Regions from separate parts of the Capra hircus genome. Here region 1 is linked to region 2. The links are chromatin contacts, called in public Hi-C maps. All regions are on one chromosome and are shown on one strand. Each heading gives the region's core, a stretch centred on a gene start, on an enhancer-like site or on the middle of the called end of the contact. The rest is flanking DNA. Distances are from core to core; before and after follow the strand shown.

Evidence for each region. Hi-C and Micro-C count contacts between places; a contact is called where the count stands out from the background.
Region 1: a contact with region 2 is called in a Hi-C map of blood, with 5 times the contacts expected there. The contact joins the promoter of STAMBP here to the enhancer-like site in region 2. A contact is called at or near these places in 2 of 5 Hi-C or Micro-C datasets (blood and liver).

Annotation. Positions count from the first base shown.
Region 1 is chr11:10,679,166-10,682,628 of ARS1.2, forward strand. It overlaps STAMBP (STAM-binding protein), which reads right to left and starts at 1,254. Exons shown (of 10, transcript XM_018055028.1): 1 at 1,208-1,254.
Region 2 is chr11:10,475,076-10,478,447 of ARS1.2, forward strand. All of the region lies in intron 4 of TET3 (methylcytosine dioxygenase TET3), which reads right to left. Among named protein-coding and RNA genes, the nearest start is that of TET3, 59 kb to the right of the region's middle. Within about 2 kb of position 2,091, at least 2 of the 5 cell types and tissues checked have an H3K27ac peak or open chromatin away from gene starts, as enhancers often do.

The DNA.
Region 1 (3,463 bases), core at 4-2,503, 200 kb after region 2:
AGTCTCCCCTCCCCGGGTCTCAGATCGCAGTCATTCTACAGTCTTTCCTGATACTGCTGCTGTTAGAATCAGACTCTTTCTTCCAATCAGGCATCACTCTACATCACTTCCAGGAAGATTCTGGGTATTTGACGCATACTGAATTACAGCACACCCCCTGTATTACAGCACACTCCAGTATTCTTGCCTGGAGAATCCCATGAACAAACGAGCCTGGTGGGCTATAGTTTACAGGGTCACAAAGTCGGACATGTCTGAAGCGACACAGCACAACCAGCATGCTGTAGAACATACAGGCTACAGCAGATTTTGGAATTCAAGGCCCTGTGTCAACTGGCCCCATTCGGTCCTTTTAAACCTTACTTATTGCCAGCAGAGACCTTTTGCTTCAGTCAGGATTCTTGTCTGCCCAGAAATCCTCATATGTGTTTCATTTGTCTACCCACTGTTGTTTTCCATTCCAAGCACTCCCTCAAAGATGATTTTCTCCAGGTCAATTCTATCTTTAGGTCACACTTCCTCCACCAAGCTTTTTCTCAAACATCCTAAGGGTACAAAAGTTGTGGGGACTACCAGGGATGTAGAGGCAGTCCACCTCCTGTGGGAGTCTTTTCAGGGGCTCAAGAAGCCACTAGCAAATCTAAAAGCTCCCCGAGTTGCCTAATTAGTAAACTCGGTGCAGAGCCCATCAAAGCTAACTGAGGCAGGAGAGGCTTGTTGCTCTTTATCACCTCTCGGGAGAGGATCTTTTGGTCGAGAATGGAACCTCTTCCCAAGGCCAGCAAGTGCTGCCCCACACGACAAGGCTGACCAACACTCCAAAGAGGAGACGCAGCGTCCGCAAATAAGGGGGAAAGTGGTGGAAAAAACCGAAACGGGGGAAGATGACCGGGAGGCGAAAGGAAGTACCAGGAATGAGCGAAGGGGGCGTTTACAGCGGAGAAGGATCCACTGACAACTACTCGAGGCCTTCTCGAAGGCACTCAAGCCAAGTTGTCAACATCGGGCAAAATTATTCAAGGCTTTCGCGTCTATCGCGAGCGGTAGGAGGGGACCGGAGCCGTCAGGGGCCTCGCGCGCGACAGGCCGGGCAGGGGGCGCAGGGAGGAGAAGGCTGCAGGCCCCACACTCACGGTGGCCGCTCCCCGTCAGACTCCGATCACGCTCAGCGCCCGGGCCCCACCACACAGCTGGGACCCTTCCCCACCTGTCCCCCGCGGACGACTCTCGGCGCTTCCGAAAACGTCACGTCCGGCATCCGCCCCGCCCCGCCCCGCCCCGCCCCCTCCCTCTGGTCTGTGAATTAAATTCTCAAAAACTTAGGACCCGAGCGGCGACTGGTGGGCGGAGCTAGAGCTGCCACCTGCAGGAGAAGAAAACACCAATGAGGAGAGAGCGGGGCCATTCTGGTAAAGGAAAATCAACCAGCAAAGCAGAGAAAACGAGTAAAGGACCCAATGACCAAGCTAACTTTTATTTTAGGTTAGTACAGACACAGTGAAAGGCTACACACGTTGTAATACAACATCCCTTGGAAAAACTTAAGAAGTATGAAATCAGATAAAATCTGTTGCATAAATCATACACGTATTGAAATTAGACAGGTAACCTTCAGGCTTACCGCATGCCTTTATGTCCTCCACGTTTGTGCAGATGAGTTATATGTTTGTGTGTGCGTACTAAGGCGTTTCAGTCCTGTCCAACTCTGTGCGACCCTATGGACTGGAGCCTGCCAGGCTCCTGTGTCCTTGGGATTCCCCAGGCAAGAATACTGGAGTGGGTTGCCATGCGCTCCTCCAGGGGATCTTCCTGACTTAGGGATCAAACCTGCATCTCTTATGTCTCTTGCATTGGCAGGCAGGTTCTTTACTACTAGCGCCACCTGGGAAGCACGTGTTACATATTTATGTCAGTCCTAAAAACTAGGGTATCCCAGTTTTCTGCAGAAAATTCTATGAGCTTTATCAAGATTGATTGCATGTTGAAACCTACCCCACCAGATTATTAATACCCTGTTTATATTATGAAGTCACTGAAAAACCAGATGAGCTATGTCTTGAATTTTTTATGCTAAATACACATCCTTGGGTCTTCTCTATGTGGAAATTTGCTTTCCCTGAATTTCCACTCACTTATTTTTTTTAGAAATTACACACATCTTAGCTCATTTCACCTCGATTTTGTTTATTGCCACATTCAGAAAGGTCATGTCGAGTTCTGTCTTAAACCTTTGTGGCCAGAAAGATAGGCCACGTTGGACTCATTGGCTGTTAGGGTCCATCCTGGTCAGTGACAAGATTTTCAGAGGAAGAGTATTTGGGGAACTGAGCAGTCATTCTAGTGGTTTCCACTAGTAGGATCTAAAAGTACACTTCATTTTGCAAACTTTAGCACACCACTTAAGCCCCTCGAGTTCTTTTTTGCATACTGGTTAAGCCATTAAAATTTGGGGGCATTAACTTTTTTTTTCCCTAGCTGTGCAGCACAGACTGTGGGATACTGGTTGAACACATGCTCCGTGCTTGGAAGCATGGAGTCTTAACCACTGGTCCACCAGAGAAGTCCCTAATTTTTTTTTTTTTAGCATATATTACAATAAAATTTTATCTGTAAATTTGAAAAGCACTTATTTTGTAACCATTTCCTTTTCAGACTATAGGACTTTCAAAGCTTTGTTAAGAAAAGACTTCTTCAGCATTTCACTAGAAATCTCTAGGTTTTCATAGGTTACCTGACTCTGTTGTGATCATAAAATTTGTGGTTACCATTGCAAAAAACAGGTGTACATTTGTTTTAGATTAGCAATATTAGATCTTGGCTGTTGGAGTTTTAATGTTTAAAGCTGTTTCAATATCCAGTCTGAATTTTGTTAAAAATGACATTTGAATTTATCCCTTGCTTCAAGGTATAGTATTCAGCTTTATAAACTTTTAAAAATATTAGTAGACTAATTCTTGTTCCTGTATGGCAGAAACCAACAAAATATTGTAAAGCAATTATCCTTCAATTAAAAATAAATTTAAAAATATGTTAATAGACTAAAGCCCAGTATGTTTAATATTTGATTATCTAGAAATATTATATCAATATATATTTGTTCTTTACCACTATATTGTTGTTTAGTTGCTCAGTCATGTCCAATTCTTTGTGGCCCCATGGGCTACAGCATGCCAGGCTGCTGTGTCCTTCACTGTCTCCTAGAGTTTGCTCAAACTGGTGTCAATTGAGTTGTTGATGACCGCTATATAATATCGATGAATCTGCTTGCTTTAACCACCGCAAAATTGTCAAGAACTCTTCTATTTTTCTACACATACTATTTCATAAATGGGTGTGCTCAACAAGGACTAAACTATTTAAAACTGAAGTAGAAACCTATTTGCTTTGGAGTCTGATTGTATTACCCAGTAATTGAATGATTTTGTTCTATTGCTGTCTGGAAGAGTACTCACAACTTCTTTAA
Region 2 (3,372 bases), core at 841-3,340:
CCTGGTAATTACAAATTCTCACAGGCAGATGGTTGGGCCCCATCCTGGATCAGGTGTGCCAGATGAACATTTTTAAAATTAAAACCTCCATCATCTGCCTGTGAATTCATGAGCAGCAAACTAGGCCTGCTGGTAGCAGACAGAAATGCTTCCATAACAATGGGCACACTCACTGATGATAAAGATTAAACGTAAGGAGATTATGCCCAAATCTATCTGATATCTTTGTAGAACTTAATATAGAGGTAAAATACGGCCAATCAGTTGAGCACAAAATATGTGGAGCACCACCATAAAATCAGCAGCAGTCTAGATGCTTTAGAAATACAACATTCAGTTCCGGTTCTTAAGGAACCTGCGATTTAACTGAAAAGACGAGCACGCCTATTTAACAACAAATCATGTAAGACAAAGAAGAACCTGGCATGAAATCTTGACCCATCTTCAGCAGTGATGCTGTTAGCTCTCCAGAACTATCTGTTTGTTCTAACCTAATCTCTCCTCAATTATACTTCCCACATCACTTCCACACTTCCCTCAGGGCCTCCTGTGTGAGAGTCTCTGCCATAAAAGTTAGTATCCTCTGTTCTTGATCTACATAGTCAGCCTGGTGAAATGTCTATAATTGCGACTCCAACTACCATCACTGGAAGCTGAAGAACTTCCAATTCACAGATCCAACTAAGTGCACCCCTGCTGGTCCTACAGACATCTCAAAGGCAGATGCCCCAGCTTGCTTCCCTGCCCGTATGTCAGATCCTGGTGAACGGCACCACCATCACCCAGTCACCCACCTGGAACCTCAGGAGTCATCTGTGACTGCTTCTTTACTTCTGCATTCAACAGGTCACTGAATCAGTTAATTCTCCTTATTCTTTCTTTTATCCACCCCTCCTCTTCCTCCTTCCTACTCCATGTCATTCTTACTTTGAAAATGAAAGTCAAGTCGCAAATCCGACTCTTTGTGACCCCATGGACTGCAGCCTACAACGCTTCTCCGTCCATGGGATTTTCCAGGCAAGAATACTGGAGTGGAGTGCCATTTCCTTCTCCAGAGGATCTTCCCAACCCAGGGATCGAACCTGGGTCTCCCGCATTGTAGGCAGATGCTTTACTATCTGAGCCATCAGGGAAGTCCCATTCTTACTTTAGGCACACATTATTTCTTGCCTGGGCTTGCAAACTGGTTTCTCTGCCTTTGGTATCATCCCCTCTTCCCCTGAAACTCTCCTCTCCAGCCACTCCCAATCTTTCACCTAACACACCAGTCATACCAGAACTTCTTGTATTTCTCCATGCTTTCTCATCTCCACATCTTCATGTGGTTTTTCATCTCTATAATCTTTATGTCCCTCTGCCCAGAACACTCTACCTTCTCCCTATTAATCTACTAAACTTCTACATATCCTTTAAAAGGTAAGACAAAACTTCATCCAGAAGGTCTTTCTGAGTCCCTCCGACCCACTATACAGTCAGATTCCCCACCATATACTGGTATACAAATATTCTATTGCCAAAAAAAAAAACCAAAACAGTAAAAGACCCCATGGACTGTAGCCTGCCAGGCTCTTCTGTCCATGGAATTCTCCAAGCAAGAATACTGGAAGGGGTTGCCATTTCCTTCTCCAGGGGGTCTTCCTTACCCAGCGATTGAACCCCGGTTTCCCACACTGCAGGCACATTCTTTACTATCTGAACCACCAGGAAGACTTTTAAAAGAGATGAAGTTCTTTTTCATATCAAACTTCATACAAAGAAGGGAACTATATTCTTATAAAAACCGTAGGTAATGGGGACTTCCCTAGTAGTCCAGTGGTTGGGAATCTGCCTTGCAATGCAGGAGACACGAGTTCACCCCCTGGTCGGGGATCCAAGATGCCACACGCTGCAGAGCAACTAAGACCTCACACTGCACTGCCGAGCGCGTGCGCCACAGCTCTAGCGTCTGTGTGCCGCAAGGAAAGCTCCCACACGAAGCGATCCAAGATGCCACACGCTGCAGAGCAACTAAGACCTCACACTGCACTGCCGAGCGCGTGCGCCACAGCTCTAGCGTCTGTGTGCCGCAAGGAAAGCTCCCACACGGAGCGACGAAGATTCCCCCATGCCGCAGCTGAGACCTGACGCAGCAAAAAACTTACAGGAAATAGACTTCACTGTAGACAGAGATACGTCTCCCATTCAAAACTGCGGCTCACACTGAAGTCACCCCGTGGATACTGCGATCAGCCACATCTGCTGGACAACATTCACCCCTCATCCAAACTTTCACCACGTTCCAGGCAAAGCAGCAGCTTTCCTTTTTATAATTCTATTTATTTATTTGTGGCTGCCTTGCAGGCTTTTCTCCAGTGGCTGAAAGCAGGGGCTGCTCTGCAGCGGCGGCGTGCGCACGTGTCACTGAGGTGGTTTCTCTGGCTGCAGGGCACGGGTGCTAGGGTTCCCAGGCTCCTGAGCTGGGGCACACGGGCTTAGCTGCTCTGGGGCACGTGCGATCTCCCTGGCCTACCTCCTGCATCACCACTGAGCCACCAGGGAAGCCAAGGAGATGTTCTTCTTGTATTGATCTTTGGCCATTACTTTAGGGCAAGATGATCAACTGAACAGAACACAGCATTCCTAGGAAAACAGCCTCTAAAATCTGTCTTAACTTCTGCTTTCACTGTCATTATATGTCTCCAGCGACCTGTGGACTGCTCCTCACAGATAGCAGGGCACGATGTGAAAGCTGATACAGACCTGTCTCCTCACCTATAAAACGAGGGGCAGATAACCTCCAAGAATGCTTTCCCCACAAAAACATCGTCTGGACGCATTCCCTGTCCTGTGAATGTCCCCATTTCTGAGAAGAGATAAAATACATAAAGGGCCTAGCCAACAGTCACAGCAGTGAGCCATCCTGCCTCTGACAGGAGTGTCACAGGAAGGTTAAGCTGTGGTTAGAAGAGTCTCCAGTGTGTGCTTCCAAATACTACAAATGCAGCCATACTCTCTTCTCCCAATATTTCAATACAGAACTTCAATTTGGGCCATGTTTTCCCAAGTCTGTACATATCATAGTACCTTTTGGAGTAAAGCATCTCCTTTCAGGTCTTTTAAATTTATTTTTTTGAAGCCCCAAAAGGGTACCTTTAATTGCAGTATTTCAAGATTCAGAGAACAAGTAGAGATGAATCCCAGCCATGCCTTCAAAAAACCTGTAATCTCCATACAAGTGCAAAACGATGCTCTTGGTGTTTGGCTTACTGGTTACCTAGTGGTGCCCATATTGGCCAAAGTTGCTTATTTAGCAAAAATCACCACGGAGCTTGAACATTAGGTTTCTTTTGCTATGCTCTAAGACCTTTTCATGTTTTTATAAAGTTGTTCCCA